2 separate regions of the Sus scrofa genome follow, and region 1 is linked to region 2. The links are chromatin contacts, called in public Hi-C maps. All regions are on one chromosome and are shown on one strand. Each heading gives the region's core, a stretch centred on a gene start, on an enhancer-like site or on the middle of the called end of the contact. The rest is flanking DNA. Distances are from core to core; before and after follow the strand shown.

Region 1 (3,394 bases), core at 262-2,761, 150 kb before region 2:
ACTCTTTCTTTTCAAGAGCCTGCCTTCCAGGAGTTTCCAACAAGAGTACATGGGAGGTAATTGCTGAGCCTTTGATTTTTTTTTTTCCTTTCTTTTCCGTTGTTTTCTTTTTCCCTTTTTAGGGCAACAACACCTGCAGCATATGGAAGCTCCCAGACTAGGGACTGAATCGGAGCCCCACCTGCCAGCCAGATCTGAGCCACATCTGGAACCTACGCCACAGCTCACAGCAATGCTAGATCCTTAACCCACTGAGTGAGGACAAGAATTGAACCCGCATCCTCACAGACACTGTGTCAGGGTCTTAACCCACTGAGCCATCAGGGGAGCTCCCAATTTCTGAGTCTTTGGATGCCTTTGTTCCATTCTTGCTCTTTCTTGATCTATTGTATGGGACCAGCTTCGATGGAAAACTGTTCTGCTGATTCCTGATCCTGTGGATGGGACCTCATTTTATTGTTTTTTTGGTTTTTTTTCCTGTTTGCTTTTGTTTTTCTCTCTGCAAGCTTGTAGGACCTTGTCTTTGCATTGTTTTCTGAAATGTCATCATGATATATGGCTGTAGGCGCCAACATGGGCTGTTTGTTAACAGGCCTGAGAAAGACCTTGGCACTGACAGCCTTCCTTCTGGGAATATCTTCATTCCTTCTTGGATTCGCTCCCCTCTATTTCCCCCCGTCTCTTCCTGGAACTCCTGCTGGTCAAGTGTCAATCCCTCTGGATGGGACCCCCTATTATGTACTTTTCTCTTATTTTCCAGCTCTGCCTTTTCATGCTGCTTTATGGCAGAGCCTCCACCTGCTTTCCCAACCCTCCTTCTAAGTCTGTCATTTGCTTTCTGACTCTCTCTCTCTTTTTTTTTTTTTGGTTGCACCCGTGGCATGTGGAATTTCCTGGTACAGGGATGGAACCTGAGCCACAGCAGTGGCAACACTGACTCCTTAACTGCTAGGCCACCAGGGGACTCTCTGCTTTCTCATTTTTAATTCCCAAGATCTCTTTCTTGTTCCCAATGATTCCTTTTTGTATAGCACCCTATTCTTGTAGGATCCCAGATTTATAACCTTTGAATCTAATAGGTTTTTTAAGTTTTTTTTTTCTCCTGGAATAATTTTTGTTTCTTCCAAACTGCTTTTCTCTGTTTCCCTTAGTCTTTCTCTCTGGTAATACAGATTTCCTCTGAGCCAGAAATTCTACAATTTGAGTGCAAAGCCCTGTCCCTCTGCTGTCTACAATCCTCTGTTCCCCTCCCAGACAGCCCTTCTCTGCTCCCCTTCTGTCAGAGCACCCTGGGAGGACCCCACGGGGCAGGGGGAGCTTAACCTGCAAACCTTCTGGAAGTGGCAGGAAAGACTGACTTTCCGTCAACTGCTACAACAAAACAGTTGACGTTTTCAACCAGGAAGGCATTTGAACTTTCGTGACTTGTCATGTTAGGAATTACCTGTCACACCTCAGAAGTGACTGCATATGGGTATGGCATGACCCCAGAACGGAGCACGGTTAATTTTTAAGCTGTGCGTTTTCAAGCACCTTGACCTGCAGAGGCTTGTTACACAGGCACAGAGCACAGCCCCTCCACTGGAGGAGCGCTCCCAGGCCTCCTCTGCCAGTGGCAGTGCATCAAAGGGGTCTAAGACACATTATGTTTGAATGGCTTTATTTGAGACGATCAGTACCGGTCACTGTGCCATCTCTGCACACACATGCGCACACACACACACTCACACACGCGCTCACATTGTGTTGACTTTGCAGACACCATCTGCCTGCTCTGTGAGGAAGGCACCTCACCTATACACTGTATGGTGAATCCACACAGCAAACTTGAAATAGACTCTGGGCATTGGAAGGTCACTCTTCACCACCCCCGCTTCCTCCACAGGACTTTGTGATCGGTCTCTCCATCCTCCTGCGAGGAACAGTCCATGAGAAACTCAAGTGGGCCTTTAACCTCTACGACATTAACAAGGATGGCTACATCACCAAAGAGGTATGGGGTGGGGTGGGGGCAGGGGCTAAGGGTGGCGTGTCAACCCCTCCCCCATCTTCCTGCTCCACACTCCCAACCCCTCTCCTCACACATACCCCCCAGGGTCCAGAGACCTGGCTCTCAGCCAGGACCTGGAGGGGACTAGGGGATGGCCAGGGGGCTCCTCCTCTCCCAAGATCCTGGACACCTGCATGCAGGGAGTGTGGAGCTTCTGTGCCGTTCACCACACACCTCCATCCTGTTCAACAAGTGTTCTGGAGCATTCTTCCTTTTTCTCTCTTTTTTTTTTTTTTTTTTTTTTTAAAGAGCCGCTCCTGTGGCATATAGAAGTTCCTAGGCTAGGGGTTGACTTGGAGCTGCAGCTGCCAGCCTACCACACAGCTACAGCAATGCCAGATCCAAGCAGCATCTATGACCTATGCTGCAGCTTAGGATCCTTAACCTGCTGAACAGGGCCAGGGATCAAACCTGCGTCCTCATGGATACTAGTTGGGTTTGTTACTGCTGAGCCACAATGGAAACTTCCATCCTTTCTTTTTCTTTTTTCTTCTTCTTCTTTTTTTTTTTTTTTTTTTTTTTTTGGCACATCCATAGCGTGTGGAAAATCCTGGGTCAGATTTCTAACCCACACCATAGCAGTGACAATGCTGGATCCTTAACCGCTTGACCACCAGGGAACTCCCCAGATCATCCTTTCTTACAGGGAGGTCCTGAGGGAGACATAAGTGGAGAAGCTGGAGGCGGGGCTTGGGGAGCTGGCCTTGACCCCCACCAATTGATGGGGGGGAGTGAGGTCTCTTAAGACAGGGTACAAACAGGGGGGCCCTCACCACACAGGCCCACAGTCATTTTTGTTGGTCCAAACATTTTTTGCTTTGTGAAATAGTTGCTACAGTTTCAAATTCTGGAGATTGCACATCAAAAACAATGTCCAGCTTCTCCTAGAGAGTCCAAAGCTTGCACTGGCTGGACTGCAGGGAGGTGAGCTCTCCTCTCCCCAGCTCCCACAGCCCCACCTGCTCACCCATCACCCCTGGAGGTGCCCTCTGCCCTGAGATACAGCCCCCTCCCCTCAAACCCTTGAACCCCCACCCCACCTCCTTGCAGCTAGGCTCATGCCAGCTCTTCCTGCCCCCTTCCCCACAGGAGATGCTGGCCATCATGAAGTCCATCTATGACATGATGGGCCGCCACACCTACCCCATCCTGCGGGAGGACGCGCCCCTGGAGCACGTGGAGAGGTTCTTCCAGGTGAGTGCTGTATGTACCCCCAGGCCCTGCAGGGGAAGGGCAGCCAGAGGAGGAAGGGGCTCCTGCTCTTAGGGCAACCCCCCACCATGCTGCTCCCTCTCTGAGCCTCCCTGCTCCCACCAGAAGGGTCACCTTGCCCCTCCCATCTGG
Region 2 (3,337 bases), core at 551-3,050:
TCATTGTCTGCCTTTTCCTCAGCAGCAGGCCCTTCTGGGAAAAGTGGAAGGCTGGCTTTTTGCTCCTTTCCAGGGAAAGATGAGAAAGGAACAAAACACCACAAGCATGACTGACCAGAAAAACAGAGGGCTTTGGCTTGCAGGAGTCTGGGATGCTGGGAGGGAGCCTGACCTCGGCCACATTCAGGAAAGTCCAAACCTTATTCATGTGCCTGTGCTCAGGCAGGGGGTGGAGAATTTAGCCTCCCACAGCCAAGCCAGCAAGAGGGGGGGCTTCAAATAGATGCCTGTGAGCAGACCCCTATCCCTGCCCCTCCCAGGGGGCTCCAGGATGAAGTCTGTAGGACCAGGGAAGGGACCAGAAAGCCCCAGGGAGGTGGCCACGTAAAACAGGGCGAGAAGCTGGGCAGCCTTGGCACCACCTGACACCAACACCACATGGACAGTGGGCAGGCGGGCTCACCAGGCTGTCTGGGTCCACTGGCGGCACAGGATCCTTCGGAAGGCACGACGAAAGTCCTGGTTGAAGATGGTGTAGATGACAGGGTTCAGCGAGCTGTTGCAGTAGCCGATCCAGAAGAAGAACTGGAATAGGCCATGGGGCACCTTGCAGTGCTGAGGGCAGATGGCACCCAGGCTATAGCTGAAGAAGAAGGGGAACCAGCAGAGCACAAACACGCCAATGACCACAGCCAGCACGAACGTGAACCGCTTCTCCCGGGTCAGCTGCGCCCGCCGACGCCACCACTGCCCACTCGAAGTGCCCATGCCCCTGCCCAGGAGCACCTGGCCCCGTAGGGTTGCCAGCACCCGGGAACCCTGTGGCTGCTGCAGGGGTGGACTGCAAGCCGAGGCAGGAGAGGCTGGCAAAGTCTGAGGCTCACACTCCTCCTCCTCCTCCTCTTCAGCCTCCTCCTCTGGTGATGTTCCACAAACACCTTCCTTCTGACCCTGGCCCGAGCTGGGAAGGGCAGGCCAGCTGGGTGGCAAAGCGGGGGTCCCAGTGTCTTCAGAGGTCTCCCCTTCATCCTTCTCCCCAGTGTGCTGAGAGCACCCATTGGTCTCTCCAGCAGTGGCCAGTTGAGAGACCAAGGTTGGCAACTTGGCTGAGGCTGAAACTTCCCCAGGGACTGGGCGGGGCTGCTTAGACTCCCCCTTCCCAGGGCCCCCCTTAGCCCTAGGGCCTCTGCGGTGGCTGCGCTTAGCGATCAAGTAGATGCGCAGGTAAACAAGGATCATGATAAGGCAGGGTGCAAAGAAAGAGCCAATGCTGGAGGCCAGGATGTACCAGGCCTCTTGATTGAGCTTGCATTGAGGGCGCCCCCGGGGCTGGGGACCCGGGTCGCCCTTGTAGATAAGAGGCGGCAGCGAGATGACAGCTGCGATGAGCCACACGGTGAGGATGATGCACTTGATGCGCCGCGGGGTGCGCTTGGAGTTGTACTCCAACGCGCGGCTCACTGCCCAGTAGCGGTCCAGGCTGATGGCACACAGGTGCACGATGGAGGAGGTGCAGAAAAGCACGTCCAGCGCCAGGTACACTTCACACCAGGTGCGTCGAAAGTACCAGTAGCCCAGCAGCTCATTGGCCAGCGAAAAAGGGATGATGAGTGTGGCCACCAGGATGTCGGCTGCGGCCAGCGACACTAGGAACAGGTTTTGCGGCGCGCGCAGCGAGCGGCTTGTCAGCACAGCCAAGATGACCAGGGAGTTGCCGAAGATAGTGAACAGGATGAGGAAGGTGATGACCGCAGCGATGGCCGCAGTGGCCTGCACGGAGTAGGGCTCCTGGTGGTCCATGGCCGGGCCGGACGGGCCAGAGGGGGCGCTGCTCGCCCAGCGCGTGCACAGCCAGCGACGGCACTGTTCCACTCAGGTCGGCTAGACGAGGGGGTTGTCGCCCTGGCTGCCCTGAAGGTGCTGGAGCCCCATGGCCCAGCCGAAAGGGGCTGGGAGGTCGGGGGACGCCCAGGGCCGGCCACCGCCCTCCTACCTCCTCTTGTACCTGCGCCCGGCGTCCCTGCCGTCTGCCCCGAAGTTTACCAAGTTGTCCCGCTGCCGTGCCCGCCCCGCCTATAACCGGGGAAAGTTGCGCCCTGCCGCTGGGATGCTGTTGGACGCACGCTGGGGCGCGGGGCCCAGCCGCCTGGGCAGGGGCACGCCGCCGGTTCTCGGAGGAAGCGGCCCGCTCTGCTCGGCTGGCTGTAGCCCGGAGCCGCGCCGGCAGGCAGCCCGCCGTGGCAGGAGAGTGGGGAGGAGAGCGAGCGCGGCTGGAAGAGGGAGGAGACTGGAGGCGGGAGCAGGAGGAGGGAAGGGAGGCGGGGCGGGTGGTCGGACCCAGGGTGGTTGGAAGGTGTGCCTCGCTGGGGGAAGGGGGAGGACCGGCGGGCCGCAGCCTCTCCGGGTACCCAGCCTCCGCTCTGGCACCCCTGCCCCCCCTTCCTCCAGCCCTCCGCGTTGCAGCAGGTCGGAGGGGCCCAGCGTCCGGATCTATGGGACCCGGGGAAGGATGCTGGCAGAAGTGGAAGGGTCGGTGCACGCAGGGAGCTGGGACGCAGCGGCACAGAGGCGGGATGTCTCTCTTGTGGGTTGCGGGGCTAGGCCCACGACCAGGGTCTAGGGAGGTGGGCGCTAGCAGAATTCGCCTCCGATGGTCCAAGAGCCCGGAGAAGAGAGCGGGTGGGTGTGTCCGGGCGCCAGAGCATCCTAAACCACACCCTCTTACTGGCGCCCAAGAGGAAAGAAGCTGAGCGGAGGGCGTGGGGTGAGCGGCGAGACTGCTCAGAACCCCTTCCCCAAATGCTTGCCCACCGGGACTGGACACCGTCGGGCCTCCAGAGCCGGAGGAAGCGCGCGTAGCCAGCTGGCGAGCGCCCCCTGCCGCCGCCCGCGTGCCGAGCTCGTCCACGACCAGCCTCCCACCCGGAGACACGCATCCTCGCTGCGTTCTGGGGGCACGGAGAAGGCTCCCCAGCCCAGTGGGGCAAGCGAGTGCTCAGAGCCTGGGACTGACGATTCAGCCTTCCTGTTTCTCCTGCAGCTGCCTCAGTTTCCTCCATTAAGGGCAAAGAGGTAAGGAAAAAAACTGCCGTGGACTCAGGTCTCAGCGACAACTGAAGTGGGAAGAGGAGCGCTTGCCAGCTCCGTCCTGGTGCCCAATAGGAGGAGGATGTCCCCGGGGGCAGAGCAAGGAGACCTAGTCAAGGGCGAGGTCTTTTTGACATAGCTCAAGAAAAATGTTAGGTCTCAGGGGCAGCTTCGCAGGGAGGAGCTTCCCTTTGCCTGTGTGATGACCACCCCACAAACCCCACTCCTCACCCCCCGCTCCAGTCCTGCA

What was found. A called contact is a pair of places that touch in the nucleus more often than the background predicts.
Region 1: a contact with region 2 is called in a Hi-C map of liver, with 2.7 times the contacts expected there. The contact joins the enhancer-like site here to the promoter of ADRA2B in region 2. A contact is called at or near these places in 1 of 5 promoter capture datasets (liver), 12 of 47 Hi-C or Micro-C datasets (alveolar macrophages, embryonic fibroblasts, fetal heart ventricle and 8 more) and 1 of 2 datasets of contacts at active chromatin or transcription factors (skeletal muscle).

Annotation. Positions count from the first base shown.
Region 1 is chr3:45,910,053-45,913,446 of Sscrofa11.1, reverse strand. KCNIP3 (calsenilin) reads left to right here. Exons shown (of 9, transcript XM_021087060.1): 6 at 1,886-1,993; 7 at 3,140-3,244. Among named protein-coding and RNA genes, the nearest start is that of GPAT2, 68 kb to the right of the region's middle. Within about 2 kb of position 1,511, at least 5 of the 83 cell types and tissues checked have an H3K27ac peak or open chromatin away from gene starts, as enhancers often do. A contact at or near this core is called in fetal liver and liver, where this site is marked.
Region 2 is chr3:45,759,429-45,762,765 of Sscrofa11.1, reverse strand. It overlaps ADRA2B (adrenoceptor alpha 2B), which reads right to left and starts at 1,800. Exons shown (of 1, transcript NM_001037148.1): 1 at 460-1,800. The coding sequence starts at 1,800. The coding sequence ends at 460.